Regions from separate parts of the Rattus norvegicus genome. Here region 1 is linked to region 2. The links are chromatin contacts, called in public Hi-C maps. All regions are on one chromosome and are shown on one strand. The core of a region is the stretch at or near the end of the contact, and the rest is flanking DNA. Distances in the headings are between cores, read along the strand shown.

Region 1 (4,586 bases), core at 894-3,393, 160 kb before region 2:
TTTGCCTTCGATGCGAGCTTCCCTTCTTTTAAGTCAGTCTTAGGAAAAAGCAGTGGTTTGGTTTTTTTTTTTTCTAAAATTATTTTGGCAAAAATTATTTTAGTCAGTTTAATTTCACCGCTAGAACATCTTTGGGTACTTAGCTCAGCACGCCTTCCAGGGACTGTTTCCAGAAGGGCTCTACGGAGGAGGATGGACTGTTTGGCTCTGTAAGATCTTGCATTTTATGAAAAGAAAGATAGATACTTCAGTAACCAGTTATGATATGAAAATGCTTTGCTACTAGTAGTTAAAATACCGAATAGGAGAACGAACAGCACAACTGATTAACTAGGGTAAGTGTTGCTTTCCTGATCCTTTGTTGGTCACTCAGTGTCTCATTCTGACTGTCTTCTCACATTGTTAGAATGCCACCTTATATTTTCATGTAGCATTTAAAAAGGCATGACTTTTCTTAAAATAGTAAATGCTTTTTCTTAATGTATTTTTAATACTGTTAACATTGAGTTTTCATCTTTCCCCTTGAAATAGCATATTACATAAAGTGAAAGAATTTATTCTCAGGTGAATTATTTTTGTATCAGCTATTCTTATAAGGTAAAAATTTACTTGTTTTTTATTCATAATGTGTTGTATGTACAATTCTCAATGCTGCCCTTTAAGAAAAATGAATGTGCTTATATTATTAATAATAAACTTTAAGAGCTAAAAATCTGTGACAGATTTCATTTTGTATACCAAAATGGGTTCTTTGTTATTTAATGTTCATAACTGCATGAGTAACTTAAGTTCAAAATTGAAGCAACAATTTGTAACTAAAATGGTAATATCTTTTAAGGACCTGCATAAAGTAAGGGATAAGAAAACACTGGGAAGAATTGTAGTTCAATCATATTCAAACTCAACAGTAAACAACCGAGAAAAAAATAGGGAATTTCGTTGCTCAGAGAGCCACTGGATGTATTCTGGTCATTTTGTCTAGTTGAAAGTCAAAAGAACTTACAATAGTGATTTACCATTTCAATGCTCAGTCTGATGGTTGGCTCCCGTCGTCCACTTCTGCATTGGTCAGTTGCTGGCTGAACCTCCCAAGGGATCGCTACTCCAGGTTCCTGTCAGCAAGCGTCTCTTGGCAACAGTAAGAGTGTTTGGTGTCTGTAGTCAGGCTAAATACCCGGGTGGGATGGTCCCCAGATGGCCCTTCCTTCAGTTGCTGTTCCATACTTTTGTCCCTGTCTTTCTCTTGGACTGGACCATTTCTGGGTTAAAAACTGTGAGATGGGTGGTGGCCCCATCCCTCAGCTGGGGGCTGTGCCTGTCTATTGTAGGTGGTTTCTCCAGGTTCTAGCTCCTCTTCACTGCATGCATTTTGACTAAAGTCATTCCCATTGGGTTCTGGGAGCCTCTTGCTTCCCTGGTATCTGGGATCCTTCAGTGGCTACCCCCAGTTCTTCATCCCCCACTACCACATATTTTTATTTGATTTTCTGACCCTCGTACCTCTCTCCCATCCCCTCCAGTACCAGATACTGTCCCCCTTATTCCTCCCTCCTCCTCTTTCCCTCCCAGGTCTCCCTCTCCTCCACTTCCCGCAATCATTCTGTTTCCCCCCTCAGTGCACGACTGAAGCTTCCACACCTGGTCTTCCTCCTAAGCTACTCAAAAGATGTTCTAACACAGAACAAGGACACGTGCTCCACTATGTTCATAGCAGGCTTATTTATAATAGCCAGAAGCTGGAAACAATCCAGATGTCCTTCAACAGAGGAATGGATACAGAAAATGTGGTACATCTACACAATGGAGTACTACTCAGCGATTAGAAACAATGACTTCATGAAATTCACAGTCAGATGGATGGAACTAGGAAATACCGTCCTGAGTGAGGTAGCCCAGACACAGAAGAACACACATGGTGAGAACTCACCGGTAAGTGGCTGTTAGCCTAAAAGCCCATGATATAATCAACAAGGCCAATTTCTTTTGCTCCAGCAACATTGGAATAGACAAGGTGGACAGACGGATAAACCCTTTGACCGCTAGGTGGCAGCAGAGGGCCGTGCGGGAGGGCACCGTCATAGTCCGGGAAGGGAACTGGGTCAAGGCTTTCTGAGCTGGGGCAGAGCTAGCAAGGCAACCTTGGTGACCGGAGGCTGAGTTCTACTCACTGTGTTGGCTGCATAAGTGCTAGTCTGTTGGGGGAAGTAGTGACAGGACTCAAGAGGTGACACAAAGAGCAGGAAATGTAAAGCGAGCCAGTAGACAGCCCAGACGCTTGCCACCCCGAAAGCTAGGCTTTACTAATACAATTGTGAGGGGTTTTGAAGACCCAAGGCAAGGATTAAATCACTGGTTTCAGTCCCTCCTTTGATGCCTCTAAGAAGTCACAAAGCCTGGATTTTTTTTTTCATGTATTGTACAAAATAGTCTTCAAGGACTTTTTACCTTTTTTTTTTTTTTTTAGATCCTATCTACTTATTTCCGTGTATGAGTGTTTTGACTGCACCTATGTCTGTGTACCACGTGCATGCAGTGCCAGCCGAGGCCAGAAGAGGTCAGAATCCACAGAACTGAAGTTACAGACAGTAGTTAGCTTCAGGCGAGTGCTGGGAGCCCAGCTTGGGTCCCCTAAAGGAGCAGAACGCACTCTTAACCTCTGAGCCAGCTCTCCTGCACAGGACCAGAGAATCTCAGCACTTACTATCCAAAACCAAACTTTATTGATAACTTAAAAAACTGGGATGTGGATTGGCAGAGATGGGCAAACAAAACCCTTAAGGGATTATTGTTAGTAGAGATCTCACTGTAATCTCCAGTTTTTGTATTTCTCAATCCTATTACTTTCAGTAGTAAAACTGGTATTACTTATGCACTCGAAATAGGTTTATTGTTTCTCTTTTTTTTTTTTTGAATTTTTTTTATTAACTTGAGTATTTCTTATATACATTTCGAGTGTTATTCCCTTTCCCGGTTTCTGGGCAAACATCCCCCTAATCCCTCCCCCTCCCCTTCTTTATCGGTGTTCCCCTCCCCATCCTCCCCCCATTGCCGCCCTCCCCCCAACAATCTAGTTCACTGGAGGTTCAGTGTTAGCAGGACCCTGGACTTCCCCTTCCACTGGTGCTCTTACTAGGATATTCATTGCTACCTATGAGGTCAGAGTCCAGGGTTAGTCCATGTATAGTCTTTAGGTAGTGGCTTAGTCCCTGGAAGCTCTAGTTGCTTGGCATTGTTGTTCATAAGGGGTCTCGAGCCCCTTCAAGCTCTTCCAGTTCTTTCTCTGATTCCTTCAACGGGGGTCCTATTCTCAGTTCAGTGGTTTGCTGCTGGCATTCGCCTCTGTATTTGCTGTATTCTGGCTGTGTCTCTCAGGAGCGATCTACATCCGGCTCCTGTCGGCCTGCACTTCTTTGCTTCATCCATCTTGTCTAATTGGGTGGCTGTATATGTATGGGCCACATGTGGGGCAGGCTCTGAATGGGTGTTCCTTTGTCTCTGTTTTAATCTTTGTCTCTCTATTCCCTGCCAAGGGTATTCTTGTCCCCCCCCCCCTTTTTTTTTCTTCTTCAAGCAGTTTCTTTTTATCTGTATATATATATTTATATTTATATAAAAAGACCAATAATAGCAGTGTGTTATGCATCAACAGCAGCAACAGCTTTTCCAGGTTCTGCAGTCATCTGAACAAAACTGTAGAGACATCCAGCACACTCCATTAAAAAAAAAAAAAAAAGTAAAAAAACAAAACCCGAGAAAACAGCACAGTTCTGTTACTCTTGTGGTACCTGGCACCATTTTTTTTTTTTTTGATTCTTTTTTTCGGAGCTGGGGACCGAACCCAGGGCCTTGCGCTTCCTAGGTAAGCGCTCTACCACTGAGCTAAATCCCCAGCCCCCATTTTTTTTTAAAATTAGCTTCTCAATCATCATCTGGAAAGAAAACATTCTGAGCAACATCATTAAAAACAGCTCTGATAAAGCACGGTCACTACTACGTATCATAAAGCAGGTACAAGCTATTTTACATCCACAGAGGTATGATACAGTACTGTCCTACATCTATAATACTAGAGGATACAATTTAAAAGGCATTATTTGAGACTTGATTCTACTTTTCCAGCAGAGGGCCCAAAGGACGGTGTGACACAGCTTTGTAAAGAAACATACTCTAGACAGGATTTCCTTTCACTAGTGGCACAGTTCTAAGGATTCATTCTCTCCATGAATGTCAGCTAAAACCGTTATTAAAAAAATGAAATATCCCTAGAACAAAACCGTATAACCACCGGATTCACATGAAGATGACCTAGTGGAGACAAGCTGGACCTCACCTTACCAACAAGCTATCAAATCTGTTATGTTTAAACAGTGAGACATCCAAGGAAGGAGATGCCAAGTAGTGCTTCAAAGCTTCGGACCACAATCAAACACAGCATCCTTTTCAACAGAAGCAGAAGCTCATCTGAATATGCTAAAGGATGCTGACATCAACATTTAATCATCTCCTCACTCATCCAGGAAGAAGGGGAGATCAGTTACTACTGTACTTTATTGTGTTCAACCAAATCACCATGTTACAAAAATAGC
Region 2 (4,114 bases), core at 349-2,848:
CAGGGCTAAGCCAGTAGAACCTTTGCAGAGCGAATGTGGCAGCGGTCTGAAGTGAAGTAAACACTCTTTTCAAAGAGGGCAGCGGTTATGGAAGGAAAGGCTGTTCCTTTGAGCATCCTGACAGGGAAACTTAAAGTTAGAACAAAACCATAGGCACAGATTCTTACCAGCCAACAAACCCTCCCCAGAGTTTGCAAGTGTATTTCAACCAGCAAGTCAGAAACCTCAGAATTCTGAATAGGTAATGACCACAGAGGTTCAATTGCATTTGCTTGGCTTATGAGTTAAAAATTGATGGGGTTGCATTTCGTAATCTTGGAGTCTGCAGGGAATATTATCTGAAGTCACAAGTAATCCTTGTTGGCTTGTATTTTCAAAGTTCACTGACACACGGAAACTAAATTTCATTTTACTTCCTAACTAGGTAAATGAAATAGAATTTTCTAAATGCTAGCGGGACAGTGGCTTACACTTCTGTCCTCCTGATGTTTCTCTATTAAATTGTGACCTGTGAGAAAAGGCCCTTTTATGGTTGCCTTAATTTTGATTTTCAAGTTCCTATGCATACATAGCTGAATATTGTTCTAAGCCATACTTCCCAAGACCCATATGTTAGCATTTCTTCTAGGCTCTACCCCACAGTTACCTGGTAACAGCCAGGGGTGTCTGACTCACTATAATTGGGGCTGCTTGATCCTCCTCACTCTCTTCTTTTGCTCTCCTCCCCTTTTTCCCTTCTGTTCCTTCTCTCCCCATTCCCCCCTCTCTCTCTCCCCCCCTCTCCACACTTATGGCCAGTGTCTCCTCCTCCTCCTCCTCCTCCTCCTCCTCCTCCTCCTCCTCCTCTTCCTCCTCCTCCTCCTCCTCCTCTTCCTCCTCCTTCTTCTTCTTCTTCTTCTTCTTCTTCTTCCCTCTCTCTCTCTCTCTCTCTCTCTCTCTCTCTCTCCTCCCACTCCCCAAGTCCCCTTCCCATGCCCCTAAATAAACTATTCTACACTACACTAAGGCTGATACCTCAGGGGGAGGGGATGCCTCAGCACTGGTTTGCAGAGGAATCTCCTTCCCCTGCACCATACTATGCCTCTACCAAACATATCCTCAGATTCCTTTTCTTTTTATAAAACACAACACATAATGTTGAGCACATTTTAAGGATGGAGCCTACTGGCTGATGCTGGTGAGACCAGGAACTGAGGAAGCAGACAGAACGGAAAATATGATATAGGAAAAAAAATCAAGATATTGCCTTCTATGCTGTTTGAAACCTTATTAGATTATCTGCCTGGATATTACAGAATAAACCCAGAGCTCGGAGCCCCGAACTCTTTATGGTTTACCTTTTAAGGGACGGTCTTTTGTTTTATTTTTTGAAATCTGCCAATTTCTTTTGGGGGAGGGCCCAGAAAAAGTTATAAATTTGGATTTCCTGAGCAACACAGATTTTTCTGACAGTATAATTAGTCAACTGAGTAGAGTTGGCAATTCTCTGCTCTGGGAACTGGCTGGAAGTCAATAAAAAAAAAGAGATTTGTTCAAGAGTGGTCACGTGAACACAGTGCTCAGCTGGCTAAGAAAATTACAACCACAGTCGTCCTCCAAAAGCAGCCAGGCTGACTGGAAATGCTGGATGCAGGCAAACAGAATGGGAGCAACACCGATGTGATAGAGACCAGGGAGACATAGAACCCATTTTCTTAGAGTGAGGAAACGGGGGAAAACCAAGTCTCAGGACACGTTCTTCAGACAATCCAAGTGTAAGTCCATTTTGTTTTGTGCTTCTGTTTTGTTTGTATTATGTTATTATAAGTGATATTTCCTTTAATCCATGATACATTTTTAGGGAGAAATTAATTTATTATGCAGTGAGTTTAGTGTTTCTGGGTTTATTTTTATGTGGTGTCCAGGGGGAGGAGTGGGTCGTTTTAAAGGGATGGTCATATTTTTCCCGTTTTAAGTAAAGGTGTGGGGATGTGCCCGCCTGCACTGTGTTAGTAATGGTGAGAAATGTAAACAGGTCTTCTGGAAGTGCTTCCTGTGGGAATCTGAATGTGAGGCGGCTGCCATGCTGCCTGTGCATGGATTGCACAGTACTTTGCAGAAGTTTCCACCTCCCTTCTCCTATCCTGAGAATTATTTAGGATGGCATTTAGGAAAATGCTTTTCTATCTCTGCCTGTCATTCTCAGACTTACAGGTTGTTTACTTTGTTTTTGTTTTTGTTTTGTTTTGTTTTTTCTTTTTTTTTTCTTTTTCTTTTTTTTCTTTTTTTTTTTTTTTTTTTTTTTGGAGCTGGGGACCGAACCCAGGGCCTTGCGCTCGCTAGGCAAGCGCTCTACCGCTGAGCTAAATCCCCAACCCTTTTTGTTTTGTTTTTAACGTAAGATTATTTCCTGCACATTTTCATTTGCCGGGTGTGATGTACTAAGTCATATTGCAGTCATAGTGAAGCCTGTGCCACTTCAGGACAATGGCGTCATTTAGAGTTTGCAGTAAACAGGGTTTTGTTGACTGGCACAGAGTCAATAATATTCGCTCACACTGAAGCAAAGCCTTCAGTTTTATCTGCACACGAGCTATCAAGCAGCTCGGAACCAGAGAAGGAAGGAAAAGCAAGCAAGAGGGATGTTTTCCTGAGCTTATTTATGTTATGGGACAGATTGACAGAGAAACTCTTAGGTTGGGAGTCAGACTCAGGTCTTCTGGTTACAAAGGGCTGCTCCCTTGGCTGGTTCAAGCTATCCCATCTCTCTAACAACGTTCACCTTGCCTGGAACAGAGTTTGGGACTCCTGGACACCCTGAGTTAAAAGAATTACTTTTTTGCTGGTACTACATTCCTCTCTCTGTTTGTCACTCTACGGGTTTCTGACGTCTTTTCTCCATCCTTTTGTACCCAGACTTGCCTCTAAGCCTTCCTTTATAGCCATGTGTTGTTTTCTTTTATGGAAATACACTGAATGGATGCAGAGTTCCTGCCCAATGGGACTGTTCCCTGGACTCTTCACCTGAATTTTTTTCCCCAGGAGATAGGCAGCTCTTTGTTTGAACATGCCACGTGAATGGGATGTGGCATCACCTGGGAAAACTTCTATTCTCTATCTATATGGTAATATCCCATCACAGCCTTGTGGACCAGGTTTTAGGACCTAAGAGCCAGTTGACACAGGCGAGCATAGAGCCCCACAATGGAATCGATGGCCCCGGCAAGCCTCCAGAAAAGGGATTTCTCGCCAAAGTAACTTGATTGTGTAATTCTGTCTAAACTAGCTCTTCCCTTCCACAGTTTAAAGTCTTAATGAGCTTAATGAAGAGTCACCCGGTTTTTTGTTTTCTTTCATGTGCAGCTTCCAGAAAGGCTGGAAAAACTGGAGTTATGTGTGATTCCTTGGTTGGGGTAAGGGAAGATGTTATATTCAACTGTGCTCTGAAAGTTCTCTTTCCAAGGAACGATCTGCTAGAGTGAAATATCTCTATGAATTCCCACATTGTGACAGTCAATTTCTAGTGTTCACTTGGCTGAACTGTGGAACCGAGCTGATCAACGCTAGTTTAGCCGTGGCTGTTTCACAGTCTGGATGTGAGTTTGCGAAACATGCCCATTGGTGTCCCACCTGTGAATTCAGCAGGCCACACAGTCCAGGAACCAATTCCTGAAAGTACCTGGATTATTGTTTTCTCTCTCCACACATTTCTCCCTCTCTCACATTTTTTTTTTTAATCTGTAGGTTGCCAGATGTTGGTATAGTTGTGGTTTATTTTTTGTTTCGCTGAAGAGCCTGGATGAACGCATTAGCCTAATTCTGAAAGTCTCCTTCTTCCCTACAGACTCAATGAACAATTTTGCTACAAGTGGTAAAGGCTGAGACTAATTTTCAGTTTCTGTAGGAGATGGGCTGCTCTGCTCCTGTGCTCTCCTTCCTGACTGCTCATGCACAGGGCCTAGACATCCAGGGCTAGCCTCCATGTCCGTGTCTCCATAATGTGCTACCCTGCACCAAAGTCATCTATCCATCCACAAACTTCGTGGTATCCATGTACATCACACACACACACACACACACACACACACACACACACACACACACACACACACGCAGGACATACTTCCTATTCTTG

Evidence for each region. Hi-C and Micro-C count contacts between places; a contact is called where the count stands out from the background.
Region 1: a Hi-C map of liver shows a contact between it and region 2, with 2.7 times the contacts expected there. The contact joins the enhancer-like site here to the promoter of Abca8a in region 2. A contact is called at or near these places in 2 of 12 Hi-C or Micro-C datasets (the A7r5 cell line and liver).

What each region holds. Positions count from the first base shown.
Region 1 is chr10:95,732,923-95,737,508 of GRCr8, reverse strand. No RefSeq gene overlaps it. Among named protein-coding and RNA genes, the nearest start is that of Abca6, 24 kb to the right of the region's middle. Within about 2 kb of position 2,143, at least 10 of the 93 cell types and tissues checked have an H3K27ac peak or open chromatin away from gene starts, as enhancers often do. A contact at or near this core is called in liver, where this site is marked.
Region 2 is chr10:95,569,135-95,573,248 of GRCr8, reverse strand. Abca8a (ATP-binding cassette, subfamily A (ABC1), member 8a) reads left to right here and starts at 1,598. Exons shown (of 39, transcript NM_001281824.1): 1 at 1,598-1,754.